Regions from separate parts of the Mus musculus genome. Here region 2 is linked to region 1. The links are chromatin contacts, called in public HiChIP or PLAC-seq maps. All regions are on one chromosome and are shown on one strand. Each heading gives the region's core, a stretch centred on a gene start, on an enhancer-like site or on the middle of the called end of the contact. The rest is flanking DNA. Distances are from core to core; before and after follow the strand shown.

Region 1 (5,030 bases), core at 961-3,460:
TCAACAATAATAATGGTGGGGTAGGCAAGAGGTTAGGGAGATGAGAGAGGAGGCAGAGTCTCAAACAAGCAACTCAGAATTTTCAGTGACAATATTTTAGGAGATGATGCTCAAACTGCTTGTCTCTACTCAGCTAAAAATGAGCCAAGCCAGATGTGGTGACACACACCTTTGATCCCAACCCTGAGAAAGGGCAAAGGCAGAGGCAGAGGCAGAGGCAGAGGAGGCAGAGGCAGAGGCAGAGGCAGAGGCAGAGGCAGAGGCAGAGGCAGAGGCAGAGGCAGAGGCAGAGGCAGAGGCAGAGGCAGAGGCAGAGGCAGAGGCAGAGGCAGAGGCAGAGGCAGAGGCAGAGGCAGAGGCAGAGGCAGAGGCAGAGGCAGAGGCAGAGGCAGAGGCAGAGGCAGAGGCAGAGGCAGAGGCAGAGAGGCAGAGGCAGAGGCAGAGGCAGGAGGCAGGAGGCAGGAGGCAGGAGGCAGGAGGCAGAGGCAGTGGAGTGCTATGTGCTCAGGACTGGCCTGGTTTTATGTAAATAGCGACAAGTCATTTAAAACTACATTTCTCAAAAAAAAAAAAAAAAAAAAAAAGCCAGGAAAAAAGAGAACCAGAAGAGCAGCTGGGACCCGGGCAGCTAGAGGAGAAGCTGATGATAGTTAATACGATTAGTGGCGCCTTTATGTGCCCACGTTAGCAAAGCCTAAGAAGAAAACACAGGCAAAATACAGGTAGGGCTGGCAGTTCAGAGTGCTTCCTGTGCTTGCAGAGGACCTCAGTTCAGTTCCCAGCACCCCACACTGTGGGGCTCACAACCACGTGTAACTCCAGCTCCAAAGGACCAGACACCCTCTTCTGGCCTGTGTAGCACCTGCATACACATAGCATTTACTTATACAGACACGTATGTGGGCATAAACCTTAAAAAGAATACAGTTAGCTAGCTTCTTTCTCGAATATTCATTCTAAGTTTTGAGCCACTCAAAATAGCCTTTAGCTTGCTGTAAAGTTAAAAGCAAGAGTAATAAACACAGCTAAGTTCTACTGCCTTGGCTGGCTCAAGGAAATGGAACACAGGCTCAGATCACCCTGGGGAGAATGTTGTCTTCATGATTGCGTCAATCAATGCATCGGCAAAGGCTCAGGAATATCAGTGATTTCTTCTTTTCCCAGTCTACCAACCAGCTTCAGCAGTCCTTGTAAGATGTACTATGCTATCTTTTCTCTGAACTCCAGCTTCATTTGTTCCTTGAGCGTTCCTTTTTGGCCTTCTTTTAGTTGACTGGGGAAGGTGCTCTAGGGTAGATGTCCCTAACCTTGGGTCATCTACCATAAGAACCATCTCTTCCCTTCAGTTCTCTGGCCACCATAATATCAGTAATCTAAGCGAGTGATACTAGAGAAAGAGTTCTATATTCAGCATCTCATTTGGTTTGAACCTCAACACTGTGAGGTGAGTATTACGACTCTCCTTTCACAGGGAGGCTGAGTGGGAGAACTGTATTCTGGAGAGATTTGACTCTAAAGCCTGTGCTATCGAATTGATGCATCAGAGGGATCCATGAACGGCAGACTGGAGGAGAGCACCCCACTCTAGTGCCTGCTTCCCTGGTGCCCCTTGGCTTCTCCTTTTAAGAGACATGGCTCCAGGTGTGTCCTGATCCAGCCCGGGATCGGCTGCATTATCTTGAACACTGAAACAAGATCGCACCAATGGCTACTGGATCCCAGGGGTGAACTGGGTGAGGTGGCCTCACTTCCTAGCAATCAGGAGAAAGGTGCACCATGGATACCTCATGGTCATTGTCAGCTCTAACATGGTGACAGCCTGAGACTGCTGGGAAGCTTCCATAGAACTCAGAGACATTTCCACACATGCTAATATCTATCACTCTTTAATGCAGCCCTGTCAGCAAGAAGGGGAACTGTGCTAGTATATACAGGAGACACATTTTTTGGCACAAGAGACCTGGTTGCTAAGCAACAGTAGCCTGCCCCACCTCCCTATTTTCTGTTTCCAAGCTTCCAGTTAGCAGATAGCAGGGGCTGGGGCTGCCAGGCCCAGCCCAGCCCTTGCACTGATCCTCTACAACAAGGGGGCCTATTCATGGGCCCTGAGCATAGTTCATTGTCTCTCTGGTGCGTGTCTATGTGTGTAGGGGTGGGAGACAAGGGGAGGGGCTATGTGTGAACCAGGAAGACTTCATCCTCCAACCACACTGGCTGGGCTGTTGAATCAATCCTGACATGAGGACAGGAGCCTCACCCTGCCCAGCAGAACTTACTGCCTTATATCAGTGCAGCTGACTCATATGGTAAGGTGACGCCCCTGCCATCCCTCCAGTCCTGCTCACCCTCTACCCTGTGGGATGCAAGGTTGTTAGAAGAGCCTCTTCTGGCAGCTCTGGGATAGGAATTGCATCCTAGCATGAGCTATGAAGCTATGAAGTTTTCTCCAGAGGATGCCTTTCTCTTGCCATCGCTACTCTGGGCTGATAAAGCAGTTTACACATGGCTGTACTGAGCAAAGCATTAAAATGGACTCCTACTTAGTATAGCAAAGAGATGTCTTTCCATCGGAGGCCTGAGTTTTCAGGCTATAGCATGAGTTTGGGCAGGTTGTATTTTGAGGCGGGGCAGTGCATGAGACAAGGTGATTAGGTGAGAGGCTGGGCTTGAAGTCTAATGTCTTGGATATTAAGACAAGAGGGAAGCCTGTGTGTGTGTAGAAAGTGCTACCTATCTTGATTCTTCTCTTCCTTTCCTTCCTTGGTTCTTTGGTTCCTTGGTTCCTTGGTTCCTTGGTTCCTTGGTTCCTTGGTTCCTTGGTTCCTTCCTTCCTTCCTTCCTTCCTTCCTTCCTTCCTTCCTTCCTTCCTTCCTTCCTTTCTTTCTTTCTTTCTTTCTTTCTTTCTTTCTTTCTTTCTTTCTTTCTTTCTTTCTTTCTTTCTTTCTCTCTTTCCCTCTTTCTCTCTTTCTCTCTTTCTCTCTTTCTCTCTTTCTCTCTTTCTCTCTCTTTTTCTGGAGACAGCATCTCTTATTGGTTTCTTATTGGTTTGGCTAGGCTAGCTGGCCATCAAGCCCCAGAGATCTAGAATTAATATCAAGTGCTACCAGGCCCTGGGTTTACATAGGTTCTACAGATAGAATTTAAGCTCTCATGATTTCATGGAAGCCCTTTACGGAACTATCTTTTTATGGAGCTGTTTTCTGGACCTTTTCCTTTCCTTTCCTTTCCTTTCCTTTCCTTTCCTTTCCTTTCCTTTCCTTTCCTTTCCTTTCCTTTCCTTTCCTTTCCTTTCCTTTCCTTTCCTTCCCTTCCCTTCCCTTCCCTTCCCTTCCCTTCCCTTCCCTTCCCTTCCCTCTCCTTTTCTTTTTCCCTCCCTCCCTTCCTTTCTTTCCTTCTTTTTTAAAGATTTATTTATTTGTGTGTATGAGTGCTCTATTTGCATGCATGCCTACATGACAAAAGAGGGCATCAGACCCCATTACAGATGGTTGTGAGCCACCATGTGGTTGCTGGAAATTGAACTCAGGACCTTTGAATGAGCAGCCAGTTACACTTAACCTCTGAGGCATCTCTCCAACCCCAAATTATTTTTAAGTTTTTGTTTGTTTGTTTGTTTCTTCATTTTTTTTTTCATTTTTTTGGTTTTTGGCTTTTCGAGACAGGGTTTCTTTGTGTAGCCATAGCCTTCCTGTAAGTCACTCTGTAGATCAGGCTAGCCTCAAACTCAGAGATCTGCTTGCCCCTGCCTCTCTGTCTTCTTTTCTTCCTCTTCCTCCTCCCCCTCCTTCTTCTTTTTAAATTAGGCTTTGTTGTTGTTGTTGTTGCCAAGGCTGTCCTTGTGGATCTCCTCTTCCACCTCCAGAGTGTTGTGATTTCAGGCATCTTCCATTACATCCAGCTAGAATCTAGTTTTGAGATGCTATATTTATTCTATTGGATTACAAATTCATTGAGGAAGTATTTACAGCCTATATGCATTTCTTATTGATATTATTATAATTAACATGTAGCTTGTGTTTTATCCATAAAGCCCTTATTTTCCTCTATTCCTTCTTGTCTTCACCCCTCCTCCCTCCCTCCCTCCTTCCTATTCCCCTCCCTGTCCCTCTCTTCCTTTCTTCTTTCTCCTTCCTTACTTCCATGCCTTTTTGTGCCAGTCCTTGGTATGTGTATATATATATATACCAGTGCAGAAAGAAAGAGAAAGAAGTGAGGCCCATATAAGTGAATAATAAGTTTTCTTTAGTTAAGGACAGTCCCTGTAGAAATGACTGAAGTGTCAGAGGGAGGCTGTGAGGCAGAGGCATCAGACACAAAACCTGTGTAATGAGAGTGCCTGGAGGTGCCAAAGAATGGCATAGTACTATGGAGAGGGCTGGTGCTGGCAGCAAGAATGGAGAGATGTGGAAGGGCAAGATCTCAAAAGCCTTGGAGCGCTGACGTGAGGCTTAGCTTTATGCTGAGGCTGCAGAGATTCACTGGATACTTTGAAGATTGGACCACCATCTTCATAATCGCATCTTAGAAAGATTACGCAGGCTTTACAACATGGAGACTATGGGCCAGGCCAGTGACCTAATCCTTTCCTGAGGATTGGGTTGACCACCCTATACCATCTACAACTAGTAGACACTAGGATGGGAGTTTAATCACTGGGAGGCAGGAGTTATCACTCTTATTTTATGGATGATAAATGATTAAAGTTTGGAGTGGTTGTCTGAGTTATTTAAGTTCACAGGATAGATGAAGACCTAGTTATGAACATTTCAGTGTTTGCAGTTATGCTATTTCATTGCTCATCATGGGTCAGGATCTTCTGGTGTGCATGTGAACTATCGTGCTCCTTTCTTTCTTAACCACCCCATCTTTGCTTCATCAATATCTTTTGCCCAGACCACACAATGCCTGACAGAAATAAACCAATGCAAGCCACACTCACTGAAGAGGACCCTGCTTTAGAGACTGTCCCCTCTAGAAGCCTTCCTTGATTGTCTTGGAGAAAAACCACCTCAATCTTTTGAATGCCATTG
Region 2 (5,030 bases), core at 1,392-3,891, 1.4 Mb after region 1:
CCTTCAGTCTTTTAAATGAGAATCCTCCCCAGGCTTCTCTGTATGCTTCCCTCCCTCTGTATTTGGGGTATGTCTTCTGTGGCCAGCCAGGCTGTTATATGACTGTAACCTTAGCCTCCTCTTCCTGTTTGTGACACTTGTCTCAACCAGAGTCAAAGGTGAGAGGGATTTTCTCGGCGCTTCCCTAGTCACATGTATGCACACAACCTAGCTTCCCAGGGACTTGTTGCAGCATTCAAAACTCTTTTATATGTTTTTTAAAAATTCAATCTCTTGGTCCCACATGGAGTCACTGTCTGGTAACAATGCTTAAAATTCCCACTGACTATCTTTGACCAACACTCTATTAATAACATACAGAAAATTCAGAATCCAGTCAAAAGGATTGATTGTAAATTCTAAGAAAGCAACTTTACAAACAGATTCCAGGAAGGTCACACAGATCATCCCCCAGAGACTTACGTGACCATTTTAGGAGACTTCTCTCCTTGATCTTTCCATTAGGTACAGTCTTCTGGTCTCCATAGTTGCTGTAGTAGATTTGTCAATTTCAGTGGCCGCCATGGAGATGAGGTTAGAGAGTGGGTCCAGACAAGCTAAGTAAGATGCTACTGTCACCGTTTCCAATGACACTCAGCCACTCTTTTTTTTTTTTTTTTTTAATGTTTCCAGATTATTTGAAAACCTTTGGTTAATCCCTAAAAGTTTCTGAAAGGCAGATTTTGACCACTATTGTGGATATTCCCACTGCTAATGTTAGACAGATTTTCCAGAGTTCCTCAACCCAAGACCCTATGTTTCTCTTAAGGGGACACTTAAAAATATAACTGTGATTCAGGTCCTATAAATGCTTCATCAGGTAAAGGGTATTTGCCACCAAGCTTGATGACCTGAGTTCAAGTCCCAGAACCCACATGGAGGAAGGAAAGAACCAATTCCCACGAGTTCTCCTCTGATCTACACACACATACACACACATGCACACACATGCACACACATATACAAACACATAAACACACATACACACACATACACACACACATATACACACACTGGGGGGGGGCGCATACACAAATTAACTAAAAATTTAAAAGCTATTGCCTTGGTTCAATAATATTTTTATTTCTTTTCTATTTACAAAGTAGCCTCCTTCTCCCTCATCTCCTTTAGTGGGTAATTTATAACATTTTAGGAGAGGTTGGGATATGAAAAAATTATTTCCCAACTTTAAAAAATCATTTCCCTGTGCTCTGGTACTATGGAGGGAAGTTTCAGGAACAATGTGGACCTAAATGTTTCTTTCCAAATAAATACATAAAACTGTAGGTGCTGCAAATGTGTCTCCATCGGTAAAACCTGCCTAGCTTTTAGGAAGTTCTGGATTCAGTCACCAGTGCCGGTTTCAACTGGTTGTGATGGTGCACGTTGTAATCCCAAACGTTGGGATGTTGAAGCTGGAGGAACAGAAGTTCAAGGTCACAGCTATGACTCAGTGGTTAAGAGCTAAACTGCCCTTGTAGAGGACAGGCGGACCATTCTCAGAACCATCCATAAATGCTGATAACTCCAGTTCTAGGAGATCTGGTGCCTCTGGACTTCCAGGGCAACTGCTCTCCAATGCAGATGCCACACCCACCCACACAAACGTGGAGTAAAGAAATAAAATACATCTTGAGTGTGGTTGTACACACCTTTAATCCCAGCATTCGGGAAGCAGAGCTGCATGGCAAGTTTCAGGCCAGCCAAGGCTACATAGTGAGAACCTGTCTCAAAAATTAAATTATACATATATATATATGTGCGTGTGTGCGTGTGTATGTGTGAATTCAAGGTTCTACGAATGTACAGAGAACTAACTCAAGGCAAGCATGGAGTGCATTGGACCCTCTGTCTAAAGAATAAATAAGTAAGGCACGTGTCTAGGCTGTGACTGAAGACATTTACCAATATACCTAACAGCCTGAGTTCAATCCTAAAGGCCCCATGTAATGGAAGGAAAGAAAGGACTCCTGAAAGTAGTTGTTCTCTGACCTCCTGCTGCACACACACACACACACACACACACAGTGGCCTCTGCAACCTCCTCCTATCTCCCTGACCCACACACAAAATCAACAAATGTAATTTAAAAATAGGTAAATAAATTTCCAGTCTTTCCAGCTCTAGGCTAGTCATGAGATGAGGAGGAAACTGGAGTCACATCAGAAACAGCTCTGCAATGTTCTGAGATAAAAAGGGCACCCAAGCCTGAGTTTCTGACAGAGGAAAGCACGCCTTCCAAGCAGACCACCTACGTGGTAATTACTCAACTGTGGACTTCCACTTATTTAGGACTTCCACTTATTTAGGGCGTGTTTAGCACTCCTCACCAGCCTTTCCCACTTCTTCAGATAGCAGGTGCTGAGACGGGGGTCCGTGTCAAATAATTTGGCCAGAACTCTTCTTGAGCAAAACTGGAATTGGTAGAGGATCGTTGGTCACAAAAGTGGAGGCTGGGTGATTCATCCAGGTAATGTCTTGAGCCAAATTCCAGAAGGCAATGTTTTCAGGAGGGAGGGAGGGAGGGTGATTTGCATGCATGACCTCACCCAGAAGCTCCAGCCCCAGAGCATATAAACAGGAGCCTGTCACACCTAGTCTTACTACTGCCAGGCCCTGCAACCCAAACAGCCCGGGACCATGCTGTCGCTCCGCTCCTTGCTTCCACACCTGGGACTGTTCCTGTGCCTGGCTCTGCACTTATCCCCCTCCCTCTCTGCCAGTGATAATGGGTCCTGCGTGGTCCTTGATAACATCTACACCTCCGACATCTTGGAAATCAGCACTATGGCTAACGTCTCTGGTGGGGATGTAACCTATACAGGTATGTCAAAGGCGCTCATTCTGTTGCCCCTTTGTTCTCGGTGGAGCTTGAATCAGACTTTCCTACGGTCCGTATGTGTGTGTGGACAGGATGGAAAGTGGGGAGTGGTGACTGATAGGTGGCAGCGTGGACCCGGAGGACTTTTTCTCTAGTTTCCTGTCCGTAACTGAATCGCAGGTGGGGTAAACTGAGCCCCAGGCAGATCACACCCTGGCAACATAAGGCTGTGTTAAGCGGACATTGTTTATTTTTGAGGGAATTCTTGCAGTCTACTGTCCTTTTACAGCCACTTGACAGAATGACTGTACCCTGCGGGACGCCAGGAAGGATAACTTGAGCTTAGTGTATGGGAAAAGCCAAGTTAAACTAGAGGAAGATATCAGTAGCCCGCCTTGTATGTGAGGGGCCTGAAAGGCAGAGGTGTTGCCTGACTTGATGGAGACCCCTTGCCAGCAAGGAGTAGAAGATCTTTGAGTCCTGGTTGTTCAATCTTAATCTAATGGTTTTTTTCTTAGAAGTATCTGGAAAGTATTTCATAACTTTCCCTTATGGGATTCAACAAACCTACAAGTTAAAAACACGCTTTCTAATTAGTCAAACCTGTTAGTCAAGAAATATGCTTTCCTACCAAGCTTCATATATCTATTTGGTTTTTTTTTAAAGCAACTTCAGTTGATTTTTAAATTTTTTTTATTATTATAAGTGTGTACACCCTTATGGTGTGTGCATGTGTGTGCACACAGTCATGCGCATGACCCCTCACTCTTGCGCAGGCCGGAAGGAGTTGTGGAGTTGCTGCTCTCCTTCCACGAGCATGTGGGTCTGAGACTCACCAGGTTTCCATAGCAAGTGCCTTTACTCTCTCACCTGCCCACCCCACCTCCCCCACAGCCACCTGCTTGCTCCAGATAGAGTGCTGTGGGAACAGAGGCACTCTATGTACATCTGCATTATAATGCTAACATGACTTACATCTAAGGGGGAAATGCCATTATTAACCTCCATTATCCAGGGGAGAAAGAAGGCATACAGAAGTAAAGTTTTTACCCAAGGTCACTAGAACGCAACAGAATTAATATTTGAACCTAAGGAACTTAGCCAAAAGCCAGCCAGCCTTCTTAGCTCCTACGCCACCCTTCCTCTCTTAGTCTAAGCAAACTTTGCAGAGGTCACTATGGTGACTGCGTGCGCGTGATCTGCAGAGTCCCAGCCTGGAAGGTGAGCCACCACACCAGACCTCCCCACTCTGCTGCTTGTCTCTCTCCTGTTTCCTGGAGACGGTCACTAAGCAAATGCTCCTGCTGTAACAGGACTATGTCCCATCCCCTTGGGAAGTGGGCCTTTTCATATCAGAGCAGGGAAGATAAGTCTGTAATTCAAGATGAACACTAGGTGAGTGTGTGTATGAATCCATTACCGCCAGGGCGATCGCAGGCCCCTGATTGTAAGATGGCACAGCAGGAGACAGACAGGGCCTGCTGCTGAAATGAGAAAAAGAGAAGTCTACTAGGGAGAGATAAGATGAAGATGTGGGAGCCTTTCTGAAAGGAGGGAGACAAGAAGGAGAAAACACAAGACAATGGGGGGAGGTGGGGGAAGGGCAACCGCAAAAGTCCCAGTAGCCTCGGGAAAGAGAAAGACCTCAGCTTCCTCGAGTGCCTAAGCTAGCTCTGCTCTTTTTCAGATTCCATTTCAATCCAAAATGTGTTTGAGCTCTAAATTGAGGGTCAAAAAAATCCTCTGTCCATGGGAGTGAGAGGGACCCAATTCCACACCTACAGTTACAAAGAAGGCTTTACAAATACCTTTACGGAGTGCAGTGGCCCCGACTCAGGCTTACTGTAGACAGCCACCTTTCCTTGCTTTGGTTTGAGACCCTTTACCGTTTCAACATAGTGTTAACGCTAGCAAACCACAGATAAACGGCTTGGCAGACCCTAGAGACAGCACAGCTTAGCCAGCGTCTCAGAGGGCTCACCCCAGCCCCACCCCTACCCCTCAGACCTGTAAGAAAGAAGCCTGAGGCACTGCTTAAGTCAGCCTCTGCTCACTTCTCTGGACAAGGATGTCAACACTACTTCCTCAACCCTCCAGCTTCTAGAACAGTGAGTTCCACTGGATAAAGGACTTTTATTTTAAGTGCCAGAGACAGAAGCTAAGGCTTCAA

Evidence for each region. HiChIP or PLAC-seq counts read pairs in DNA pulled down with a chosen protein or histone mark.
Region 2: a contact with region 1 is called in an H3K27ac HiChIP or PLAC-seq map of embryonic stem cells, with 6 times the contacts expected there. The contact joins the promoter of Plet1 here to the promoter of Tmprss5 in region 1. A contact is called at or near these places in 4 of 39 promoter capture datasets (the 3T3-L1 cell line, embryonic stem cells, frontonasal cranial neural crest and 1 more) and 2 of 115 datasets of contacts at active chromatin or transcription factors (both in embryonic stem cells).

Annotation. Positions count from the first base shown.
Region 1 is chr9:49,100,518-49,105,547 of GRCm38.p6, forward strand. It overlaps Tmprss5 (transmembrane protease, serine 5 (spinesin)), which reads left to right and starts at 2,211. Exons shown (of 13, transcript NM_001359460.1): 1 at 2,211-2,306. The coding sequence starts at 2,304.
Region 2 is chr9:50,491,884-50,496,913 of GRCm38.p6, forward strand. Plet1 (placenta expressed transcript 1) reads left to right here and starts at 2,642. Exons shown (of 4, transcript NM_029639.2): 1 at 2,642-2,863. The coding sequence starts at 2,680. All of the region lies in intron 2 of Plet1os (placenta expressed transcript 1, opposite strand), which reads right to left.